Linked DNA regions of Anser cygnoides: region 2 is linked to region 1. A link is a contact called in public Hi-C data. All regions are on one chromosome and are shown on one strand. The core of a region is the stretch at or near the end of the contact, and the rest is flanking DNA. Distances in the headings are between cores, read along the strand shown.

The links. Hi-C and Micro-C count contacts between places; a contact is called where the count stands out from the background.
Region 2: a Hi-C map of liver shows a contact between it and region 1, with 2.4 times the contacts expected there. The contact joins the promoter of ZBTB16 here to the enhancer-like site in region 1. A contact is called at or near these places in 4 of 7 Hi-C or Micro-C datasets (granulosa cells and liver).

Annotation. Positions count from the first base shown.
Region 1 is chr21:2,307,598-2,312,871 of Taihu_goose_T2T_genome, reverse strand. The region is part of intron 3 of ZBTB16 (zinc finger and BTB domain containing 16); the gene reads left to right. Among named protein-coding and RNA genes, the nearest start is that of HTR3A, 51 kb to the right of the region's middle. Within about 2 kb of position 2,966, at least 2 of the 3 cell types and tissues checked have open chromatin away from gene starts, as enhancers often do. A contact at or near this core is called in liver, where this site is marked.
Region 2 is chr21:2,361,691-2,366,964 of Taihu_goose_T2T_genome, reverse strand. ZBTB16 (zinc finger and BTB domain containing 16) reads left to right here and starts at 2,714. Exons shown (of 7, transcript XM_066981283.1): 1 at 2,714-2,855; 2 at 3,510-4,826. The coding sequence starts at 3,580.

The DNA of each region.
Region 1 (5,274 bases), core at 1,717-4,216:
GGCTTGGATTTTTTATTTATTTTTTTTTTTACTGATTAAAAATAGATGCCTTGAGGTATTATTTTAGCATCACTGTGGTTTTTTTTCTTTGCACTTTTGATGTGGTAAATGGAACATAAATAAAATTGTTTTTGAAATTACTGAATTAATTAGGTAGTAAAGCGACGACAGTGCATAAATTTACTTGGCACTTTTTTTAATCCATATTTTTCCCTCTCTCCACCTTCTTGCCAATTACAGCATTTTAATAATATATAATCTCAAATTTTTATTAATCCCTTGTGCTTGGGGGAGGGGACCAGAATAAATTCTGTATCATACTTGCAGGGTTGTGACTTCAGACCACACGTTATAGATGTTACAGTTGGAAAGGGTCGAAGGGTTCTTGTCAGCGTGCCAGTCCTGTCTGATGACCCTCCTGGAGGTGCAGTGCAGGCAAATATTGCTTCTCCTGTTTTCTGTCTCAAAACAGCGGTGATATGTTTGCTTGGGTTGAGCCCCTTTGTGCCCATCCTTTGGCCTCACCGTGCTTTTTGGGTGAATGCGTTGTGCTGCTGGGCAGAAATGTGGGCGATGCTTCGTCTTGGCGCGCCCGCCCCGTCCCCGAGGAGGACCCTGCAAGGGCTCCGTGCCCGCCACCTCTCCCCGTGACGCACGTGCCGAGCGCCTGTGGGCATCCGCAGGGCATGGCTCCAGTTCGTTCCCCTTGGCCACGCTGTCCAGCCTGCTCCTTGGGAGGGTATTCGCGCCTCCTCTTCTTTTTCCCTTTCGTTCTTTTTTGGGGGGAGTATGTGGGTTGCCATTTGTATTTTTGAAGTTGTTCTCCCCATTGCCTCAGCCTCCTTTCGTCTTTCTCTTGGCCACCAGCCCCATAAAAGTTTATCACAGTCAGGGACGGTTAAATGGGCACAGGAAAACAGTGGTTTAGTAAATTGTAAAATTAGTTTGGAAGGTTAATGAGGCATGGCTTGTCTGCTGTCGAAGAAGAGGCAGGTTTGCGTAGGTAGCTGAGCACCTAGCAAGGGCTCGCGGGGGGCGCTTGGAGGTGGGGTGGTTGTGCCTGAGAGCGGGGTGGGAACGGGGCACCCCCGGCCCCTCGCACAACCCACGCCGCGGCACGAGGCAGCCGGTGGGAGGACGGAGCGAGGGCGGGCAGCGGCGGGGACACCGATCTGTCCCTGTCTGTTTGTTTTTCCCTGACTCTGGAAACGTCACCGCTGCACTTGTAACGCAACACCTCAATTACGGTACAGGAGGGGGAAATCAAAGCTTCAGAGTGGCCCAGCAGCTTCAGACCTGCTGCCCGGGCCACAATTACGGTCTTGGGAACACCAAAGGCAAGCGGACGAGTGTCATTTTTAACCAGTTAGAACATTTTACTACTTCCTAACATCACAGGCGTTAAAACTGGAGAGCCTACTTCTTGTCCTCAATAAAGTAATTAAACTGAATGGGCGTTGGGAAGTATTATGAGGGTTGATAGTGACTAAAAATAGAATAGCTCTTTTTTCAGGTCCACCGAGCCTTTTCCTGACAGCTTAGAGCCATCCTGGGGCATTGCCTCACCGCGACGAGCCTTTGAGGTGCAGGAGATGCAGCCCAGCACTAAGGCTTGCAGTTTGCTGTATTCCACAGGAAAAGTTGAGCCAGACAGCTGGCAGTTGATCAATTGTCTCCACGTTTCGCAGGGTAAATGCCCAGGGGAGTCTGAAAGAAGCTATTCTTTCTTTTAAATGGATTAAAAATAGCGAGGGCTGGGGTCGGCGGTTTCTGTGTGCCCTTGGCACAGCAGGTAGGGTGCCCACGGGCTCAGCACGGCCGGGGCATGCCGCCTGGTTCTGGTGCTAGGGTAGACGTGCAGCCTGAGGCTTTTTGGGAGAATGCTGCAGAAAAAGGGGTCGAACAGCAGCGCGGCATACATGGCATCTGTGGCTGGCTGGTGGGTGATGGATGTGGGGCAAAGCCCCGAGCTGGGGGAACAGCCCCAACCTGGGCTTGCAAGCCCTGGGCACCACATCCACCCTGGTGGGGAGAGGGGGCTTGCAAGGAGCTCTCGAGGTTGCCGTTTCAGGGATCTAATTTCCGAGAAGCTGAGCACATCATTCATGCTGTGTCATTAAAGTAAGCATCATTCATCCCCATGTCACGGCACGAGCAGGCTTAGCCCCACAGGGAGGAAAAACCTGTCCAGTGAGGAAAAGAAGGGCCGAAAAAGCTCAAAAAGCGCCTGTTGGCCACTTCCCTGCTCCGTGCCGAGCCATGCGGTGGTGAGTGAGCTGCTCCTTGCGTGTTTACGCTAGCCTTTTGCTGCAAAGACCTTTATTAGGCAGGAGCTATAAATTTGCTCGTACAGATATAAATGTACGGCGGAGACTTGTGTGCCAATTACAAGGCATGCTCCGAAACACAGCTGATACTTGGCAGCACGTTAAGTCCCATCCCGTTGGGAAGATCATCTGAAGATATCTATGTACTGTAGGCAATACAAGCCACTAGCTAAAAATACTCTCCCAAAACTTCTGTTTACATTTTAATAGACTAATAGTTTCTATGGGTGTTATTAAAAAAAGGGGGGGGAGGGGGAGAGGAGAGGGAGAAAAAAGCCAACAACAACAACAAAAAAAAGCCCTGACACAGCCTCTTGATGTACTGCTTTCAAATATGTCATGCTCCCTCTAACAAACATCTAACTGTTTTTTCTAAGCACTGTTATAATAAGCTCAGATGTTGGATGACATTTTTCCTGGTGACTCACATAGTAAAATTAACCTTGAACTATTTACATATTCAATCGCCGTACTCTCTCCTCCTCCTCTCCTCTGAGCGTGTGTACATTACAGGAATTCTGGCTCAGGATCAGTTTTTGTTTTGTTGATTAAAAAAAATTCCCTGCCTGGAGTACACATCTACTTGAGTGAAAGAACACACAGTCCTGGCCTTTGGAAATTGGCAGGCAGCGTGCTGTTCCCTGACTGATAAGAGGTACTGTAAATAAAACTGTACAGCATAGCCTGTTGTAAAATGCCCCATGTCTGTACTTATTGTTCTGACAGCTTATGCTTTTTTTGGGTATGCTGTTTTGGTACACTCTGTACTTCCTTATGTAACCAAGCATGCATATCTCATCAGAACATTCACCCTGTTTATTTTAAAATCTCAAGGAATTTTTCTGTCCCCCTGCCCTCCCCACCCCCTGGTCAGCTGCTGGCAAGCACCTCGTGATTCGTTGCTTCGCATCTCTCAGGGCTGTTTCTGCGCTCCGGGCACCTCCCCAGCTCGCCCCCACCTGCACGAGCACCCAGCCCAGGACCCCCCCTGCCCAGCGTTGCCTCTGCTTGGGGCCGGTGTCCCCGATCCAGCAGCATCACGTTGGAGCCGGGGACCAGCCCCTGCTCTAGGCTGTCCCCACCGTGGCTCTGCTGCAGCAGGAGCAGTGCCCACGACGTCCCGGCCCCATGTGGGGAGGGTACGGCCGAGCCAAAACCCCGCTCGGCACAGCCCCAGCCCTGGTGCCCTGCGGGGCGCGTCGCAGCAGGATCGGTGCCGGTGCACCTGCGGCTGGTTCAGCTGCTCTACACGGGGAAAACTTGTTGCTGCATCAGGTTGATGTAACCTTATGGATTATGCTTCACAGCAGTGGGTCTCGGAGAGCTTAAAGTGGCGATGGAGAGTCATTGCCTTGGCAACTGCCTGCTGTACATCATCTGCGCCGGGAGGCTGCCGGGGAGGGGCGGGCGGCCGCAGCCCTATTGATCGGGGTCCCGTGGGTGTCCGGGCAGGCTGCCCCGCACACGGAGCCCCCCCGGCCGTGGTCCTGGCAGTACGACTGCTGCTGGGGCGGGCACTGCCCAGCCTCCCCTTCCTGCTGTGTGCACGTAGCCTTGTGGGGTGCTCGGCCGCCCCATCGGCCAGGCTGTGGGCATCTGCAGGTGGGCCGGGCGGTCACGGGGCTGCGGTCACGGGCTCAGCAAGGAGGTTTTGAAACTTTGTGTGCTTCTGAGTCCCCATCGTTTACCAGTGGGGATTTCAGGGCTGGACACTCGGGCAGCGACCGGGCTGCTGCATCTCAGGGGTGCTGCGTCCTCATCCCCATGCACGGTTTGGGTGGGGAGGACATGGGAGCACTGGTCCCGTGCTTCCCTCCAGCTCTGCGCCCTCCCAGGTGTGCGGCCCTGGGTGTTGCACACAGCACACACTTCTGAGGAAAAATGAAATTAAAAAACAAAAGCGTTGCAGGGTCCCGCTGGCCTTATGGGTCACTGATCCAGGAACAAAACATCCTGAGCTGGCTCTGGCATGACGGCCGGTGATGGCTCCCAAGCAGCAGTGACCTCTCCAATTATGCCGGTAATAGAACCCTGCTCATTATTACAGCCGTCCTTTGGCGAAGGGAGGGGGCAGCTGGCATCGGGGTCCCCGCAGTGGGGTGCGGGTGCCCGGTCACCACACAACCCCCAGCACGTGGGAGCGGGGCCGCGGTCACCCCATGCTGTCACCAAAATGCACCTTCTTATTTATTTTTTTGCGAACAGCCATGTGGTTTATGCACACTTGAGTTGTTTTGAATGCAAACTTGACATCATAGCGAAGGCAGCAGAGAACAACATATGCACAGTAAACAGGCAGACTGTCTTATTGATTAACAGATGAGACCTCTATTATCGATCAAAGCTTGGCGAGAAAATTTATCACTTTTAATTTCACTGCTGCCAAATATTTCTGCCTGTGAGCCAGCCGTTACTAAGACAATTTAAAGACGAAGGAATTCTCTTGTTAATGGATCTCGTGATACCTCCGTCTCTCTCCGTGTCTCCTTTTGTTTCACCACTGCACATCCGCACGCAGGGAGGAGCCAGGGGCTCGGTTCTGGGCCGCGATGTGGAGGGGCCATGGGGCCGGAGCTCCGGGCATGGCCGCGGGGCTCAGCGAGGACCCGGGGCGCAGCTCTCCGCTTCTTCCCCTTCCTGCCACCTCGAAGGCTGCTCCTCGTGCTCTGGTCCACGCGTAGATTCTCGCAACAGCTGAATCGAACTTCAAAATCTAACAAATGCGCTCACAGCTTTGTCCTGGCAGCATATGCGCTGGAGATAGTACGCATTGTTAATCTAGTTTTATCTGGAAGTTACTTATCTGCTGTTAGACATCCTGTTTTTTTTCCTTGTTCTAACTAGCGCCTCTGACCCGCCACACGCGGCACATGTTGATAGTGATTTTCTAAGAATTCCCCTGAATACCACATCTCTCTCTCAGTCAAAGAGGTATCTGTGCTTCTCA
Region 2 (5,274 bases), core at 1,465-3,964, 54 kb before region 1:
CAAGGCACATTTCAGTAGCATCCTGTGTGCCAACAGACTCAGCATGCCTTGACTGAAGTGGTGAGAAGAGAGACCTGCACTGCGGTTTGGGGAGGACTCGGGGTTTTCAGCATTTATTTTCATTCAGTCTGTTCTGTAACAGAAGTGGGTGAGGAAAGAAATCCCCAAGTGAAGGGGGTTGATTTGGTTTTGGCTGACAAATGTGATTTGTAGAAAGATGTTCTGGTAAGAGTTGTCTAACTAGCTCTTGCGTACTGCTTCGCCTTTCATCTCTAAAAGCAAAACAGCCTTCAAATTCAAAGCCTCCACTTTCCATGAAGGTCTCCAAAGACACCAGCACAATGCCTGTAACACCACAATGGGCTTAAAAGAGAGCTTTTCCCAGGCATTGGGGATGAAGCTGTGAGGGGATGGTAAACTCAGTCCCCACAGGGGCCAAGCTTCTGTTTAGCTCCTGGTTTCAGGCCCATGTTTGGCAAATGCAAGCTTTTTGGAAACAGGCTCATCTCTTTTGCAGTGCTTGTATAGTGCCTAGATGCGTGCTATTGCAATGCAGGTGGCAAAAAAAGAATACATATGACAGCTGGGAAGTTGGTTGGGTTATTCACTGTGGCTTGAACTGCAGGCTCCTCCAAGGCGGGGGGGCATCTGCGTTTCTGTTCTTTGAGCCCATGGTCCAACAGGGGGCTCGGGTCTGTCTCTGGGAGCCACCAAATGCTGCAGCACAGTGTGAAGCCTGAGAGAGACTGAGGTGTGCCGCTACCTACGGTGCACCTCCATGGTGGTGAAGTGCAGGATTTCCATTCTGAGGGTCGACAGTCCAGCACCTTTTGATAAAAGGAGCTGTAGGAAACAAGCCTCTTAAACAACTCAGTAACTTTTACTATATATATTAAAAGAGCAGCAAAAAGTGCAATGCACCAGTTCACTGGAAGGACTGGGGGGTTAATTTTCAGGATGCTGCCTGGGAATTTAGCCGTGGGATTTCCATTATTGCTAATGGGACTCATGCAGCTTAATTTCATGCAAGCTACACTAAAAACATACCCCTAACTGTCTGCAAAATTTCAGTCCTGAAATCAAGCCTTTTAAAAGTTAGAGGAGGGTAAACAAACACCTGAAACCACATCATCTTGCTATTTTCCCCCCCTTTCAGTCATTTTGATTTAAAAGTGGAGGGGGGGAATGCGGGTAGTCTCAAGCAATTAAAAAAGAAAAAAAAAAAGCATATTGCACTCATGCTGGCTGCCCGCACTCCAAATTTTAGCTTTCTGCCAATTAAAAGGGCAGAGTTATAGCCCCCCAAAAGTCGGGGTAGCTGATGCCTTATCCTTTAGTACTGCAAATGTTGCATCCTAATATGTATCTAATAACCTGAGCACCATCTCCTTTCATTGTTAAGGCCTCTGTTATTAGGCTGTTCTTGTTAAATGACTGCTATCATCTGGTCCCAAAGTACATTAAATCCCATTATAATTATAAACACACTTCCCTATAACGTTCTCCTTAGATTACATTTGCGCTGCTTTACCCCAAGGGTATCTTTGTGCTAATACCGTCCTTATTTGTTATTTTAGCTGACAACACCGGGCCCCGCGCTCCCTGCGCTGTGCCGCCCGCCGAAGGTCTCCCTCCCCTGCCGCTTGGGAGCGGGCCGGGGGGGTCCCCGCCGGGGGGGGCCGTCGGTGCGGGGCGCTCCGCGGCCGCGCACGCTGCCAGAGCCTTGTGCCCCGCTGCTGTTCCATGGCCGCTGCCGTTTCTCGGCCCCGTTCCCTTTCTCTCCCAGTTCCTTTTCTTTCCCTGCCGCGGAAAATCGCTGCCCAGCTCGCGGTGCCGCGCCTGGGGCACGGGGACCGGCCGCTCGGGGCGGGCGTCTGCCGGGACAGACCGAGCCCCGAGCCCCGGCGCGGCGTGCGCGCAGCCGAAAGCTGGCGCCGAGCCCCCGGCTCGTCTTTTTTGTTGCCGTCCCCACCTCTTCGATTCAGCCCGGGCATTAATCTCCTTTAGCGCTCGCTGCCGAGGGGCCGGGCTTGCACAGCGCGCAGTTTATTAACGGAGGAGATTTCGGGCGCGGCGGGCGCGGGGCCGCTTCCTCGGGCGTGCTTTTGTTCCCAGCGGTTTGCCCCGAGGCGGGGATTCCCCGGCGGCCGGGCGCGGGTGGGTGCGGGTCCCGGCCGGGGAGGCGGCCCCGCGGGGCCGTCGGGGGGCGGGCAGCCCCCGCCCGCGGCGCAGCGCTGCGAGCTGGGACGCTCCGGGAGCGGCGCTGCGCCCGGGGCCGGGCTGGGCTCGGCGGGGCGGCCGGCCGGTGCTGCTCCCCCCACCCCCGCCCCGGCGTGCCGGGGCAGCCCCGGGGGCCGGCGCTGCTCGCCGCCGCCGGCTCCGGTTCATTGGCTCCCCGCGGCCGCCGGCTCCTCCATGTTTGTTGTTGGCAGGGCCGGCGGAGCCAAGCGCTGTCCAGCAGCCGCGGCCCCGCGCCGGTCTCGCCCGAGCCCCGGGTCGCCGCCGGGCGCCGGGGCTGCCTCGCTGCAAGGTGCCCCCCCACGGGCGGGGCGGCCCCGCGGCGGGGCCGGGGCCGGTGGCCCCGAGGGAGCGGGCGGCGGCGCCCGCGGAGCGGCGCGCGGGGCCGCGGAGGATGCGCGGGGCCCCCGTCGGGGCGGGCCGGGGCGGGGCCGGGGGGGCGGCGGCGCCAGCAGTCAAGATGGTGCGGGCGGCGGCGTCGGGGGTGGGGGCGGCCTGACGTGGGCGCGGGGCGGCCCGTGGGCCGGCGCCGCGGTGATTTGCTGCGCGGCGCGGCGAGCGGCGGCGGCGGCGATGAGAGCGGGCAGTGCGAACTGCCGGAGCAGCCGCCGGCCGCCGTGAGTGCGGGCAGCGGGCGGGCGGGCGCGGGGCTCCCCCGGCCTCTTCCTCCCTCTCCTCCTCCTCCTCCTCCTCCTTCCCCCCTCCGCACCCCCGCCCCGCGCTCGCCGGCGCTCGCCGCTCCCCGCCGCGCTCCGGTGCCGGGGGTCGGTGCCGGTGCCGTGCCCGTGCCGGCCGCGGAGGACTCGCGGCGCGGCGCTGCGCGGCGGCTGCCGCCGTGCACCTGATGAATATTTGATGCCCTGCGGAGCTGCGCATCAAAAACCCGCGGCACCGCGCCGGGACCGAAGCCCCCGGGCGGGACGGGGCGGCCGCTGCTGCCGCCCGCTGCGCCGAGCCGGGCCGAGCCGTGCCGCGCTGTGCGGCTCGGCGGCTGCTGCCGGCGGCTCCGCGCACCGGCGATGCGCACCCGAGGCTGCCGCCTTCCTCCCCGGGCAGCAGCGGCGGGGCCGCGGCTCCTCGCCATCCCGGGGCGGCCCCGTCCGTGCCGCCGGCCCCGAGCGGAGCGCACAAACTTTTCGGTGCATCGTGACTCGCCGCCGAGCTCCGGCTAACCTCCCTCTCCTTCTCTCCTCCCCCGTCCCTCCTCTTTTTTTTTTTTTTTTTTTTCCTTCTCCTCTCCCCCCCCCTTTGTCTTTTGTTTTCGCAGATAGTCGGCACACAAAGCTGGTCCCAGATTTGAGCGACAACAAGGCACCCTAATGAGCGGACCTCGGGATCGCTATGGATTTGACTAAGATGGGCATGATACAGCTCCAGAACCCCTGCCACCCCACGGGGCTGCTGCACAAAGCCAACCAGATGCGCCTGGCGGGGACGCTGTGCGACGTGGTCATTATGGTGGACAGCCAGGAGTTCCACGCTCACAGGACAGTGTTGGCTTGCACTAGTAAAATGTTTGAGATCCTCTTCCACCGCAACAGTCAGCATTACACCCTGGACTTCCTTTCACCAAAGACTTTCCAGCAGATACTGGAGTATGCTTACACTGCCACCCTCCAGGCAAAGGTTGAAGACTTGGATGACCTGCTCTATGCAGCTGAGATTCTAGAAATAGAGTATCTAGAAGAGCAGTGCCTGAAGATCTTGGAGACCATCCAGGCATCCGACGAAAACGATGCCGAAGTCACCATGACGGACGGAGGTGCCGAGGAAGAGGAGGACAGGAAATCGAGGTACATCAAGGGTCTGTTCATCTCCAAGCATTCCAGCGAGGAGAGCGGCTATGCCAGCGTGGCCGGTCAGAGCATGCCAGGAACCATGGTGGAGCAAAGCCCGTCCGTCTCCACTTCCTTCGGCCTCTCCGCCATGAGCCCCACCAAGGCGGCGGTGGACAGCCTGATGACCATCGGGCAGTCACTGCTGCAAGGCGCCTTGCAGCAGAACGCCCCTGAGGACTCGCACGCCGCCAGCGGCCGCCACCCTGGCCTTGCTGAAGTCAAAACTGAAGTGATGCAGGTGGAAGATGCCTCCAGCCATGAGAGCCCCCGGACGGCAGAGTCCAGTGCTTCCAGTGGGGAGAAGTCCGATGACAAGAGCAAGGAGGGCCCTGGCACCCCGACCCGCAGCAGCGTTATCACGAGTGCCCGTGAACTGCACTATGTCCGCGACGAGAGCACAGAGCAGCCTCCTGAGGCCGGCCAGGGGCTGCCGCTGGGGCCGGAGCAGTCCACAGCTGCGAGCGAGAAACCCCTGGGTGTCTACTCTGTGCTACCAAACCACAAAACTGACTCTATGCTTGGCATGCCACCCTCCATGCCATCAGCCCTTCACATGCAGCCAGCCCTTGCCGTGTCCATGGACTTCAGCGCTTACGGAGGGCTCCTGCCCCAAGGCTTTATTCAGAGGGAGCTGTTCAGTAAGCTTGGGGAGTTGGCAGCTGGCATGAAAACGGAGAACAGAGCTGTGGGCGAGCAGTGCAGTGTGTGTGGGGCAGAGCTGCCGGACAACGAGACCGTCGAACAGCACAGGTGAGTCTTCGCAGAGTCCAGCACCGCGTGTCTGTTCGGTCGCTTGTTTCGCTGTTGCTGGGGTGTTACACCCCATTTAAAAACACGTTGTTTCTTACTGTGTTTTATTCTTGAGGCCAATGTAACGGTTGGGCGTGATCCTGATAGTGGATTTTGATTTTTGACTGGATGTCACGCACCCTGGTGCAAAGGGCTGGTGCAAAGTTCCTGCTGCGTCCCCAAAAATGGGATGTGGAGCAGCATGCATGCTACCAGCCCCGTGTGCAGGGTCAGCTGTTGTAACTTTTTCAGGGTTGGCAGCTATACCAGAAGCTTCCTTCCAGCAAGTGCTGGGTGGGGAGCATAGCCCAGAAGAGGCTTGAGGTATGGGTGTTTCTTGCTAGCACTAACCCCCCCTGGTTTCCCTGGCCAGGGTCTGTAGAGCGTCTTAGGGTTGCCGCTGTTTGAG